Linked DNA regions of Mus musculus: region 1 is linked to region 2. Evidence: chromatin contacts called from public Hi-C data. All regions are on one chromosome and are shown on one strand. Each heading gives the region's core, a stretch centred on a gene start, on an enhancer-like site or on the middle of the called end of the contact. The rest is flanking DNA. Distances are from core to core; before and after follow the strand shown.

Evidence for each region. Hi-C and Micro-C count contacts between places; a contact is called where the count stands out from the background.
Region 1: a contact with region 2 is called in a Hi-C map of liver, with 2.8 times the contacts expected there. The contact joins two enhancer-like sites. A contact is called at or near these places in 10 of 484 Hi-C or Micro-C datasets (the Patski cell line, astrocytes, cortical neurons and 4 more), 3 of 115 datasets of contacts at active chromatin or transcription factors (embryonic stem cells, hepatocytes and pancreatic cancer cells) and 1 of 9 other capture datasets (pancreatic islet).

The regions. Positions count from the first base shown.
Region 1 is chr8:91,483,302-91,489,734 of GRCm38.p6, forward strand. It overlaps Fto (fat mass and obesity associated), which reads left to right. Exons shown (of 9, transcript NM_011936.2): 7 at 1,858-1,977. Among named protein-coding and RNA genes, the nearest start is that of 4831440D22Rik, 19 kb to the left of the region's middle. Within about 2 kb of position 4,965, at least 5 of the 459 cell types and tissues checked have an H3K27ac peak or open chromatin away from gene starts, as enhancers often do. A contact at or near this core is called in liver, where this site is marked.
Region 2 is chr8:91,403,799-91,410,134 of GRCm38.p6, forward strand. It overlaps Fto (fat mass and obesity associated), which reads left to right. Exons shown (of 9, transcript NM_011936.2): 3 at 5,425-6,043. Among named protein-coding and RNA genes, the nearest start is that of 4831440D22Rik, 61 kb to the right of the region's middle. Within about 2 kb of position 4,248, at least 12 of the 459 cell types and tissues checked have an H3K27ac peak or open chromatin away from gene starts, as enhancers often do. A contact at or near this core is called in liver, where this site is marked.

The DNA.
Region 1 (6,433 bases), core at 3,715-6,214, 80 kb after region 2:
ACTCTGTAAAGCAGACACCACAGCATGGTGCTGGGCTCGCTGGACACTTCTTTGGAGGGCAGAAGTGAAAAGGAGCTTGGGGTGGAATGGAGTTATACTTTGATGCTCTGGTTTGGTTCAAGTGGAAGACAAGCCATCGAAGACTTATCTGTAAAGTGTTGGTCAGATCGGTATGCATTGAGATTGTTGCCATTGAAATGATCAGACAACGAAACCTGCACTAGCTTGACCAGAGAGGCTTTGCGATAGATAGATCATGCAGTCAGTAACTATCTCCTGAACCTGACGACGACGACGACGACGACGACGACGACGACGACGACAACGACGACTTCTTCTTCTTCTTCTTCTTCTTCTTCTTCTTCTTCTTCTTCTTCTTCTTCTTCTTCTTCTTCTTCTTCTTCTTCTTTCTTCTTTCTTCTTTCTTCTTTCTTCTTTCTTCTTTCTTCTTTCTTCTTCTTTCTTCTTCTTTCTTCTTCTTTCTTCTTTCTTCTTCTTTCTTCTTTCTTCTTTCTTCTTCTTTCTTCTTCTTCTTTCTTCTTTCTTCTTTCTTCTTCTTCTTTCTTCTTTCTTCTTCTTCTTCTTTCTTCTTCTTTCTTCTTCTTTCTTCTTCTTTCTTCTTCTTCTTTCTTCTTCTTCTTTCTTCTTCTTCTTCTTTCTTCTTCTTCTTCTTCTTCTTCTTCTTCTTCTTCTTCTTCTTTCTTCTTCTTTCTTCTTCTTCCTTCTTTCTTCTTCTTTCTTCTTCTTTCTTCTTCTTCTTCTTCACAAATATTGTTCACTTGACATTTAGCAAATTAACGAAGCTGCTCAGACCAGGTTGGGCATAGGAAATGGCCTGAGAAAATAGGGGTTCGTGAGATATTTTCATGGTTATGTAAATGTCATACATCTTAACTATGGCAGTTGTTACTATGGAAAGTTTTACATATATTTTGTCCATGTATAAACTCGTCAACTTATGTGCTTAATCTAAATGTATTTTTAAAATTATTTATTTATTTACATCCCCAGTGCTGCCCCTAGGTACCCTTCTCACAGAGTTCTTTCCCCTCTACCTCCCATTTCCCCTCCCCTTGGCCTGTGAGAGGGTAGCCACTCTCCTCTATCCCCTCAGACCTGCCTTTATCTTCTCATCTCATGTCCTGCCATTTTGGCTCCAGTCTGACAGCAAGATGTCTTCAGGCTCCTTCTTTTCTAGTCTCAGGGCTTCTATTCTTGTGAAACCCAGAAATGGGAAGGGATGTTTGGCTGCACCCTGGGTTCCTACTGTTATTAGTATGGTAGGGGTAGCTCTGCCTGTATGACAGGACTGAGCCTGGAGAAGGCATTCTGTGGGTAGTGTTGTGATTGGCCCTTACTGCGTCACCAGCTGAGAACCTTAATGGCTGTGTAGGATCCTCTATAACTAATTACATATTGTGTGCTTATGTGGCTAAGATGATCACCACTTCTCCCATCCCTTGGGTAAGTTCTTTATTTCCAGTGTCAATGTCATGGCCTTCTTAGCTTTTCCTGAGGGTGTTTAATTACTCATTATGACTTGCCATTGCACATAGTGAGTGGATGCTGCCTATACTTCAGGATCTGAGTATTTGTTCCACGTGCCTAAAAGATTTAGCCTGACCTGGATTGCCATCCTAGCAGGCCCTCAACTCTGAGACTTCCATTTTCTTGGCTTTCAGAATGCTCTGGAGATCCCAGGGTGTGCTGGGAGCTGCTTAGGTCAAGCTTTTCTCGCCTGCCTCTCTCACCCTCTGACGATTAAGTTGCCAAAGGAGACTTGAGCGGGGAAGCCATTGTCCTTGTTGGTCTATCACAAGGACATTATAACCGCCACCTTCTTGTTCTGCTCCACAGGTGGAGTTTGAGTGGCTGAGGCAGTTCTGGTTTCAAGGCAATCGATACAAACTTTGCACCGATTGGTGGTGTGAGCCCATGACTCACCTGGAGGGGCTGTGGAAGAAGATGGAGAGCATGGTAAGTGCGTGAGGTCTGAGCACGTCCTCTGGGGCACCACACTGTGCTGATCCTAAGCCGTCTGATTTCCACAGGCAAATGTATACGTCGTCCAAGTAAACGCCCGTGCTAGGTTATAATGGGAGCAGCCTGCAATTCTGTTTCAGGAAACATTTCTGATATTCTTCACAGAGGGCGCCCTGCTAGACATGAGCCGGGACACAGCGTGCGGACAGGTTAATAGCAGCACCCAGCATTCACTTGTGGTTTTATGTTCCAGCCACCATTCAAAGGGTTTTCCTTATCAAGATTATAAATCCTTGCAACAATTGATGTGGACAGCATGGTGAGCCCTAACTTATAAATGTGAAAGCTTAGGTATAGAGAAGCTAGATACTCATCCAGGGCCACTAAATAGATGGCTGAGATGAGAGGCCAGGCTGCAGAGCACACCTGATTTTACTCACCATAGCCTAGAGGTTTAGCAAAGAGAGAAATGTGGATGTCCCTATGTATCACTATGGCTAAAATAAAACCATGTTGTGGGGCCTAAAAAAAAAAAAAGAAAAGAAAAGTCATGGTCTGGCAAGATGGGGCAGAGTTGTAAAGACGGCTGTTACCATCCTTGGTGACCTGGGTTTTATGCCTGGGACCAGCAAGGCTTAATGAGGGACAAGCGATAGACAAGCAAGGACTCCATGGAAGGAGAAAATGGACTCTCAGTGTCTCCTCTCCTCTCTACGCATGCACACCGTTCAGATCAGTATCAGGGTCAGGTCACTACCGCTGACTGCTAGGAAGGTGCTGGTCTCGTTGGAGGACCATGAGGAGACGAGAGGATGAGGTGGGCTGTCTGGGGGGAAATCCTGGGTCTTGGAACTGTAGAAACAAGGTCAGAAGGCAGAGCACGTAGGTGTGTGGGACCTGGACATGCCAGCAAGCTGGCAGGTGGAAGCCACTTGATGAGCCTCGGCTTGGATAACCATAGCATCAGCAAATGCCTGCGTGCTGTTTTTATGGTTCCTTTATGATTCCTAAAGATTTTATGAGTGCTGAGAATGTTTAATGTTCATGAGTACTGTTCATGGTGACTCCATGTGATAGGTATGACTTTTGTCTCACTTTTACTCTCAGGAGATAGGAGCCCAAAGGCCTTATATAACTTTCCCAAGGTCACCAGCTACTAGGTGGGAGAACTGGGATTTGAACTCTAGAAGGCCTGCTCTAGGCTTCTTGCCCTTTTCGGCTCACTGATCTGCCTCCAAAGGCTTGGCTTTGGAATGTAGAGGAAAGGCGATAAAAGCCTGCTGACCTCTGGAGAGTGCCACTTCACAGCGTTTGAAGGGTGCAGAGAGCAGTGACTCATCTGCAGGGTGCACAGTGGTCACCAGTCCCCACCAGTAATGTTTCTCCGGCAGCTTCTTGGACCTATAGTTGATACACAGGAAGCTACACAAGCATAAAATATACAGTTTGATGAGTTGAGAAATAAATGTATACCTGTGGAGCTATCATCCTTGCCCACACTGAGACCAGTCTGTCACCTCCACTTTGGCCAGCCAACTTAGTGTTATTGTTTTGATGAAGATGCTAACATAATATCTTCAGTAATCCCTGTCTTATGAAAATATCAAGTCGCAAGTTTGAAGGCCTGAGCTTAAGAGCGTGCATCAGAATGCACACCTCTGAACTCATTCCGACTTGCCTTTGAGGGGATCAGCATCTAGGAAGGGGACACCACTGCCCTCCTAGAATAACCCCAGAGGCAGAGTTCCCCAAACCCTGGGTTAGTACAGAGCACTGTGTAGCCAACTTGGAGATGCTGAAGTTTCCCTCTCTGCCTGACTAGCTCTGTTCCTGAGCCAAGCCTGCGGAGGAAATGCTGGTTTTATAGGGTGTGTACAACTGTGCTTGTGTGAACTTTTGATTTTTGTTATGTTTTACATAGGCACTTAGGATCCTGCTTGCCGAGGCCTAATTGTTAGATGTCAACCTGACATTGAAGTCATAATCTTACCAAGCTGTAAACTAGGACTTAGAAATAAGTAAGAAAAGAACTCCATAATTCTGTAAAATAAATTGTTTAGTCATTTATTTTTTATTTTAAGTACATTGGTACTTTGTCTCCATGTATTTGTGTGAGGGTGTCTGATCTGGAACTGAAGTTACAGACAGTTGTGAGCTGCCGTGTGGGTGCTGGGAATTGAACCTGGGTCCCCTGGAATAGCAGCCAGTGCTTTTTAACTGCTAAGCTATCTCTCCAGCCATAAAACAGTTTTTATTTTAGAAGTATTTGATTTAGGAGTATTCCACCCTGCCAACAAGTGCAATGTTTAGTATTGTGATCACACAGCGAAGTTCATCACTAATTCACTGGAAAGATATCTGACTATGGCTGTGTGCCAGTCTCAGTCCATGAGTGCACACATTCGCTAGGAGTGGCAGTTAGTTAGAGGAAGAACCTTCTTTTTATTATATTTTATACTGAAAAAAAAAGAAACAAAGGAAGAAAGGAAGGAAGGAAGGAAGAAAAGAAAAGAAAAGAAAAAGAAAAGAAGAAAGGAAGAAAGAGAGAGAGAGAGAGAGAGAGAGAGAGAGAGAGAGAGAGAGAGAGAGAGAGAGAGAGAGATCCAAAACAAAACAGTAAACTAAAGGAGCAGCAATCTGGAGAATTTTCCAGAGCTCTGTTCTTTACTGAGAAAAAAAGAAAAAAAGAAATCAATGTTTCAGTGTCTCCCTTGCATACCACAGTTGGATCATTATCAGCAGAGTGAAGGATTGGGCCAAGATAAAAGGGATGTTTCTTCTAAATTAAGTTGAAGCATTGCTTTAGGCCTTTAAAAAAAAAGATTTCTAATAAACTCATGATAAATTATTTTTGCTATTGAAAGAGACGGCGGAGAATCATCTTTGGAAAAGTCCCCTGCTCTGTGGCTCTTAGTGCCGTGCCATGTGGTATTTGGTTATTAAGGTTGGATAGGCATTGGCTGGTGCGGCTGGCTCTGTCAGCCTTGTTCCTGCTCTCTGGTTTAACTTGTAAGCAGTAGGGGGCAGTGTTGAGCTGCCAGTTGGAGGTCCCAAGATGCTGTCCTTCAGGAAAATGCATATAAATGTCCCATTAACTGCCAGGAATTACCCCTGTTGCTTCAAGTTAGCTGTAATCTTCAAGATTCCATAACACGGGAAATCAGTTGTGGGTTCACAGATTCAACAGCAATTTTACTTCAAAAATGCAGCGTTTGGTGCGCGTTTAGATTCTGTGAAAGTCAGCTAATCAAAAGGGCATTTCTTGATTGTTCAAACTTTTCTTCCATGAAATATATTGCTCCAAATTATTATGACTTTAGACAAGTGATTCCTTGTTATCTTTTTGCGTTTTTGAGTTAATGGGGTCCTGTGCGTGTTGTGAAAAGGTGTCTTTGATCAGTGCACCTTCGTCTGCTCTGTAGCACACGCCTGTCCTTTTCAATAAGACCTTGGGCAGTGCACGTATTGGGGTTTTTTTTGCCTATGTGTTAAGCAGTCTTTGATGGCTCTTGTACCAGGGAAGAGGTGTGTGCTGTAGTTTCTGTCTGTCTTCCCGTCCTTTCTGTCGTGCGGTTGGGAGGGGTTGCCTCCAGAAGCCTACAGGAGAATGGAAAATGAATTTTGAAATAGCTGTTCCCCCATTAGTGGTAATTGCTGCACATGTCATAACCAGCCACATATTTCAGAAAGTTTAGTCAGCTGTACATAAACTCCCGGGCCTCTGTTCCCCACTCCCTGTCCCAGCAAGCATGCCCTGGCACACTGCTTATTCTTACTGCTTCTCTCCCGGAGGACGGTGTGTGTGCTTGCTCTTGTGATGTAAATGTTAGGCCCTTATATTTGAATGACATTCTGATAAAACATCACCTCTCCGCTGAATATTACTTGGTGAATTTATTGAGCATTGAGCCCGGAGCAGCCTGACCCTTTGCACCACAGTCAAGCCTTTCTTGCCTTCTTTGCTCTCCACTCAAGAAGCATTCTAACACTTGAGTACCAGTCACATATTTGTATTTTATTATTTTTTCAGCCAACCCACTGCCTCTCATCCAAGATTATTATGTTAGGAGGAGGCACTTCGGGATAGGAGAGTTAGCATTTGAAAGAAACCGTGCAAGCTTTTCTTGCTGGCTAAAGAGGAGTATGAAAAGCTCACATCCCCTGTGAGGCGACGCCGTCTCGCCATGGCCTGAGATCCAGTGGATAGGCCGTTTGTCTCCCAGGGGTTGGTATCGCTCTTTGCAAAACTGACATTTATCTTACCTATAAAAATGTTTTAACACTATCAAATTCGCGGCGAGACCGAGAAGAATGCCGGGGCTGAAATCCTCTAAATTGATGGCATTTACTCATTTCCTTTTGACCTTAAAAACCTCTGTTTTGTACAATGCAGAGGAATTATTCCGGGGAGCTTCCCGAGGAACGCCCTGAGAAGAGCTGGTGGTTTATG
Region 2 (6,336 bases), core at 2,998-5,497:
GGAGTGTCTGATAGCTTGCCTCAGGACACAGGAAACACACAGTGACATAGTGAGAAGACAGACTGTCCCCCGATCCCAGAGCATTCCCTGAAGTAGTGCTGGTCCCAGGTTGTCCTATGTGCCCTTTCCTCCTGCGCCAGCAGGACCAGAGCTGAGTCAGGGCATTGCATTGCATTGCATTAGCTCATTTAAATGCCACCAAGTCCCCCGTGGCAGCGGCCGTGCAGCTCACTTTGGAGCCGAGGACACTGGGGCACAGAGAGGGTTACAGCCTTTTTGAGCTTTAGAAGCAGGAAGTCTAAGGACCAGGCCTCATCCCTGGCTCTGTGGAGCGCCCTGGTTAATCTCTGCTGCTTCCATCTTTTCCTGCATCTGTTAGCCCTTCTGAGACAGCTTGCCCTTTTTCCAGTGCCCACTAACTCTTCCCATGTTTGCTTATCTGTGATGCCCACAAGCCCTCAGTCCTGACTATGTGCTAGGTTCTACCTGAAATTTTCCCACTAGCACCCAACTCAATACGATCCATATTAGGTAGTCGTGTGCTCTGTAGCCTCCCCACTGAGGCCCTGCAGTGCTGTGGGAGTTAAAGATAAAGTTGTGTAGGGTGATCAAAGGTCCCTGCTTTCTTTGACCTTCCTCGTGGGAAGGTCGTGTGGGAGGACCTTCACAAGCCATGTGACTAGGTCAGGTGGGAAGCCCTGGGTCTAAGGAAGGCCAAAGGGTTCAGAGGTCAGATGTTGACCCAGTTAGGAGGAACTTGCCCAGGAATGGGAAGAGGAGACAAGAAGGCTTAGCGCATGCCCGTCACAGGCCACGACTTCCATTTTATTAGGGACCCATGCTCTTCAGCACTGGCTCATGTTTTGTGCCTAGTGGGGTCCCCTGATCCTGTTCTTCAGGTTAGGAATCTTACTGTCTGCAACTGCTCCTCATTGCTTCTGACATCAGGTTCTGGCAATTTTACTTCTCCAGAATGTCTCAGATTCCTGCCATGGCCAGTATACTTTTTTTTTTTTTTTTAAATTTCATATATGTGAGAATACTGTCACTGTCTTCAGACACACCAGAAGAGGGCATCAGATCCCCATTACAGATGGTTGTGAGCCACTATGTGGTTGCTGGGAATTGAACCCAGGACCTCTAGAAGAGCAGTCGGTGTTCTTAACCTCTGAGCCATCTCTCCCACCCCCCATTGCCAGTATACTTAAAGGCCATGCTTATTTCCCATCTGTAGCTTTCTGTCTTATCTAGGTCGGTGCCCTCCAGTGCCACCAGAACTGAATTCTTAGAAATATGTCCATGTGTCCCTCCTTGCTTTGTTTACTTTGCTGAGTCCCCCTCGTTTCTGAGGTAAAGTACAAACTCAGCGTGTCCACTTAACATTCACAAAACTATCGGTAGGTAGACCCAGCCCTCTGGCCAGCCTCTTATCCCTCACCTACTGTGGATCTGACAGACACCAGTGTCTGAGAGCACCTTGCTGTACTTTGACCCTGCCTGCCCTTCTTCTACCAGGTGTCTGCCTCTACCCTCCTCCCCTCCACTGTTTACCCTAAGAAAAATGCCCTTATGTAAATACTGTATATTCTGTTAATGTCCCAGGAAATCCCACTGGTAAGGTGTCTCGTGACTGCTTTCTGTCCCTGCCGATTGCCCTGGGGCCAAAGCTGCGGCGTTCTTGCTGTAGCCATGTCCTGCTGCAGCTGCCTCCCAGCTTCTCCACTCTTCCTTTGCTTCAACAGAACATACCAAGACATCTTAAGATGGTTTCCATTCTTTTATTTTGCCTGAGTGTGTACATGTGTGGTGCCACGGTGCACATCTGGAGGTCAGAGGACAATTTGTGGGAGTTGGTTCTCTCCTTATAAAGCGGGTCATCAGGATTGGTGGCAAGTGCCGTCACCCACTGAGCCAACTCTTCCTCCCCCTCCCCCTCCCCAAGTGAGGATTTTTCCAGGTTTTCCTCGCCAACTCTCCTCTCATCCTCTAACTGTGTACTTGGCCTTCTGCAGTGGGACTCCTTCACTTTCCATCCTGTCTATGCAGGTAAAATACGAGATACTATCTGTAGGGCCTAACTTACTTTTAATCAGCATATTTATGGATGTTATTCAATGTCTGCTGCATAACTAGCACTAGCTGGATTTGAAGCACACACACACAATAGCATGGGCTGTTAAGTAAATGACTGCATGAACCCACACCCCACCACTAGCAGAGCATCAGTTTGGTTCCACCCACCTGGTAGTAACAGCCATGGCAGATCTTCCATGGGGCTTCAGAACCGCACTTCCCCTGGGCTCTGCATGGCATGATCCAGCTGGAGGCGCAGCCACGTGCGTGGCCTTTTAGTATTGGGATGGTTGTCAAGTCGCAAGTATTGTCAATAAAAATTAGGTAGACAACATTATGAAGGACAGTGTGTGTGATGCTCAGAATGCAAGCATGAGGTGTTAGCAGCAGAGCCTGTGACAACAGGGTATAGATGGATTCTCATTGGCTCTGGTCATGGACATTGTCAGGAGAATATGTTTCTCAGGCTGCTTACAGGTAGTAAATTCTGTTCTCTCAGTTGAAGATAGGGTTCTATTGGGCCTCATTTGATCTGACCTCCTATAAACAAGTGGGTTACTCACTCAGTACTGTGCCTGTCTTCTCGGAATGATGAAAGTCCTTCAGACCATACCTTGGTAGGAAGGAAAGATGGAATTTATATGTAGTGCAACAGGATGGGCAAGATGAAGTCTCCCTGGAGAGCCAGGGTTGCAGACCTTCCAGTCCATTGATTAGAGCCAGCATATTGGCCCATCATGGCTGACATACCTTTCCAAATACTAAACTCAACATCGTCTTCTATGCCCTAGAAGTAAGTGTTCATGGACCTCAAGAAATATAGAGTGCAAGCAAACCAGCGATAGTGTAATTTCACGACTGTGTACTCCCTGGAAAAACTTTAACAGGATTAATCAAAAAAATTACACTAACATATTTGAAAGTCTGCCAACAGCTGTTCCAAATTACTGTGTGCTATCTGATGTTGCTCATGTACCTGTCTAAACGGAACGTGAACCCGCTCGTCTGACAGGATGAACTCAGATTATTTAATGTTCATCTCTTCTCCAAAGTCCCTCGCTGTTCTTTCTAAAGACAGTCCTTAACTAATGTCTGAAGCTGTTCTGTGCATCAGGTCCTAGTTTAACCAGGACATGTCGGGTAGGCATTCTCCCATTCATCTTCTGTGAGACTGTGGCAGAGAGAGCCCGCTATCATTCATCGTTCCTTCTCGTCGTGCTGAAGTACATCAGGCTCACACAGAGGCAGGCCTTCTGAAGATGGCTGATGACTCAGACCATCTTATCACACCATCAAGAATAGTGTCCTGGCAAATGTAAGAATTGCCATGAAAAAAATTAGATTAAAATAGTCTTTTTGCCGATTTTTTTTTTATTCAAAGTAGTTTCCATGTATTTTAGAAAATCATGGAAATCAAAAAAACTAAAACTAAAATATATGAAGTACATGCTGGGGGGCAAAGGGGGGGTTGTAGAACCTTTTCAGTCCTCCCCAGAGTTCTTGTCAGTCCTCCCCAGAGTTCTCTTCAGTCCTTCTCAACCATTTCTTCTCCATGCCTTTGCCATTCTGTCCTTTCCCCAACGCAGCCAGAGTTACACCTAAACCTTCTTATTAGTATTATTACTATTACTATTATTATTATTTCCATCTGCCTTCTACTCCTTTCTCTTCTCCCTGTTTTGAGACAAGATATGGTTCCAGAATGTTCTTTGCTTATGGGTGTGTGTTGCTGTCTTCCTGGGCTGTGTAGATAAAAAAGTGTGACATTGTCTCCATTTTCCAGTTGGGGTAAGTGAAGCAGAGCACCGGTAAGCTCTGAAGGGACCTCTGACAGTGTCAGTGACAGTCCAGCATTGTGCCATGTGCTCTCGTCACATTAAACTTGTGATCATCCGGCTCACCTGGGCGCTGAGAGCCGGGGCAGTTACTCTCCTTACTCAGTGAGTTCGTTTCTCAGTCAGACTCCATGAGTGTGCTTTGCTTTTCTCTCCTTCCTGTAGAATCTTGCAGGACTGCCCTCTCCCCATGCTATCAATGAGCCAGAATAGGCTAGGTTATGCTGTAGTAATAACAGACTGTTGCTTGAAGACCTGAGGTTGGATTTCTAGTCCTCATGTGGGCAGCCAGGAGCCGTGGTGCACATTGGCCCTATTGGTCTGACATCCAATGCTGGGGAGGTGGAGACCGGCCAATTCCTGAAGCTCACTGGCCAGCTAGCCTAGCCAATCAGTGAGAGACCCTGTCAATGCGTGATTACCAAAGACAGCTGGCCTTGATCTCTGGCTTCTGCACACATGTGTACACAAGTGCACACGCAGCAGGATGCACACATCACAGGAATGAGCATGTTACCCCCCCCCATGTGTGAAGTCCTGAACAGCACAGTGGTCTGAGGACAAGCAAGTGGGTTGATATCCCTTAGTCTTTCTCTACAGGATTCAGCCTAAAACTGAGAGGGAACAAGTCGGATTGCTTTACAAGGACAATTAGAAATCCCGTGCAAAGGAGAAAGTGGCTCCAGGAAAGCCAGAGCAGCCCTGAGCAGTGTCCTTGTGTGTTTCTGGGTTAGTGGGTGGTGTATGTCTGAATAGCCCCCTCCCAATGACCTGCCTTTTGTAGAATATTCTGGGAACCAGTATTCTAGTCAGGAATCAAATTGTCATGGCTCCTGTGTTCATAGAACTTACTGCATTCTCTTCCAGAGAGGTGAGTTTTCTTTAGGTGAGTATGTTGGACCAGAAGCCAGTGTGCCAGTAATTGGAAAGGGTTCAGCCAGACAGTTAAGATCACTCCCGCCGGAGCCAGCCAGACACTGAAGCCCAGAGGCTTCAATCCTGGGCTAACATTTACCAGTGTGACTTGGGGCAGGTTTTCAGAGTACCTGAATGCTTCAGGGTTGGATCTGTAAACTGGAGCTGATAGTCTGTGTCAAGCTGTGAGAAATGAGCTAGTCTGAGCGAATCAGAACCCCTGGCATGAAGTAAACACTTGACAATAATCAGTTCATGAATAAAATTTTATTTCCTGTGAAGCCGAAGGCCATAAAGTTTGAAGGAGGGGAGAAGTGGGCCCAGGAAGCCTGAGAGATCAAAGGCCAGTTATTCTGATTTTTTTGTTTGTGTTGAAGATTATTAGTAGTTAGAGCTTCAACCTGACAGCGCTCACTGGAGAGTGTCTGGGCGTTGGTTTTGTATAAGGTTTGTTTTTTAGACTGGCAAGGTAAGAACCCTGCTGGGGAAAAGTACTGTGTAGTTTAGTTTTTCCCTGTACTCTATGAAAGAAAACAGACTATTGGAAATAAGAAGACGATAGCCAAGCGTAACTGTCTCCCCCTCTTTGGTTTTATTTTAGTGGCAGCTGAAATACCCTAAACTGGTTTTCCGAGAGGCCGGCAGCATACCAGAGGAGCTGCATAAGGAGGTCCCCGAGGCCTTTCTCACACTGCATAAGCATGGCTGCTTGTTTCGGGACGTGGTGAGGATCCAAGGCAAAGATGTGCTCACCCCAGTGTCTCGCATCCTCATCGGGGACCCAGGCTGCACCTACAAGTACTTGAACACCAGACTCTTCACGGTGCCCTGGCCCGTGAAGGGCTGCACGGTCAAGTACACAGAGGCTGAGATCGCCGCTGCATGTCAGACCTTCCTAAAGCTCAATGACTACCTCCAGGTGGAGACCATCCAGGCCTTGGAAGAACTGGCTGTCAGAGAGAAGGCCAATGAAGACGCTGTGCCACTGTGCATGGCAGAGTTCCCCAGGGCCGGCGTGGGGCCGTCCTGCGATGATGAAGTGGACCTTAAGAGCAGAGCAGCCTACAACGTGACTTTGCTAAACTTCATGGATCCTCAGAAGATGCCCTACTTGAAAGAGGAGCCCTATTTCGGCATGGGGAAGATGGCGGTGAGCTGGCATCACGATGAGAACCTGGTGGACAGGTCAGCCGTGGCAGTGTACAGCTATAGCTGCGAAGGTACAGTCTGCTCTGGGGGAAAGCATGCTCGATGGCAGTGTGGCCAGAGCCTCTGAGGCTCTGAGGATGAGTAAGCACACTCGTGTCTGTGTGTTGGGTGTCCTTTCCTTTCCTGGCCGGTCTCACCAGTATATCTGCAGAGCACCCCTCTCCCCCATCTAAATCCTCTCTGGCTCATTGTTCCATCGTGCGCAGAATACTTCTGCATGTAAGCACCGCTGTCGTTTTGTCTTCCTGATGCCCAGGAGAGCAGCAGTTGTTGGATCCGTGCATCTGTAAAGCTCAGGGTAGAC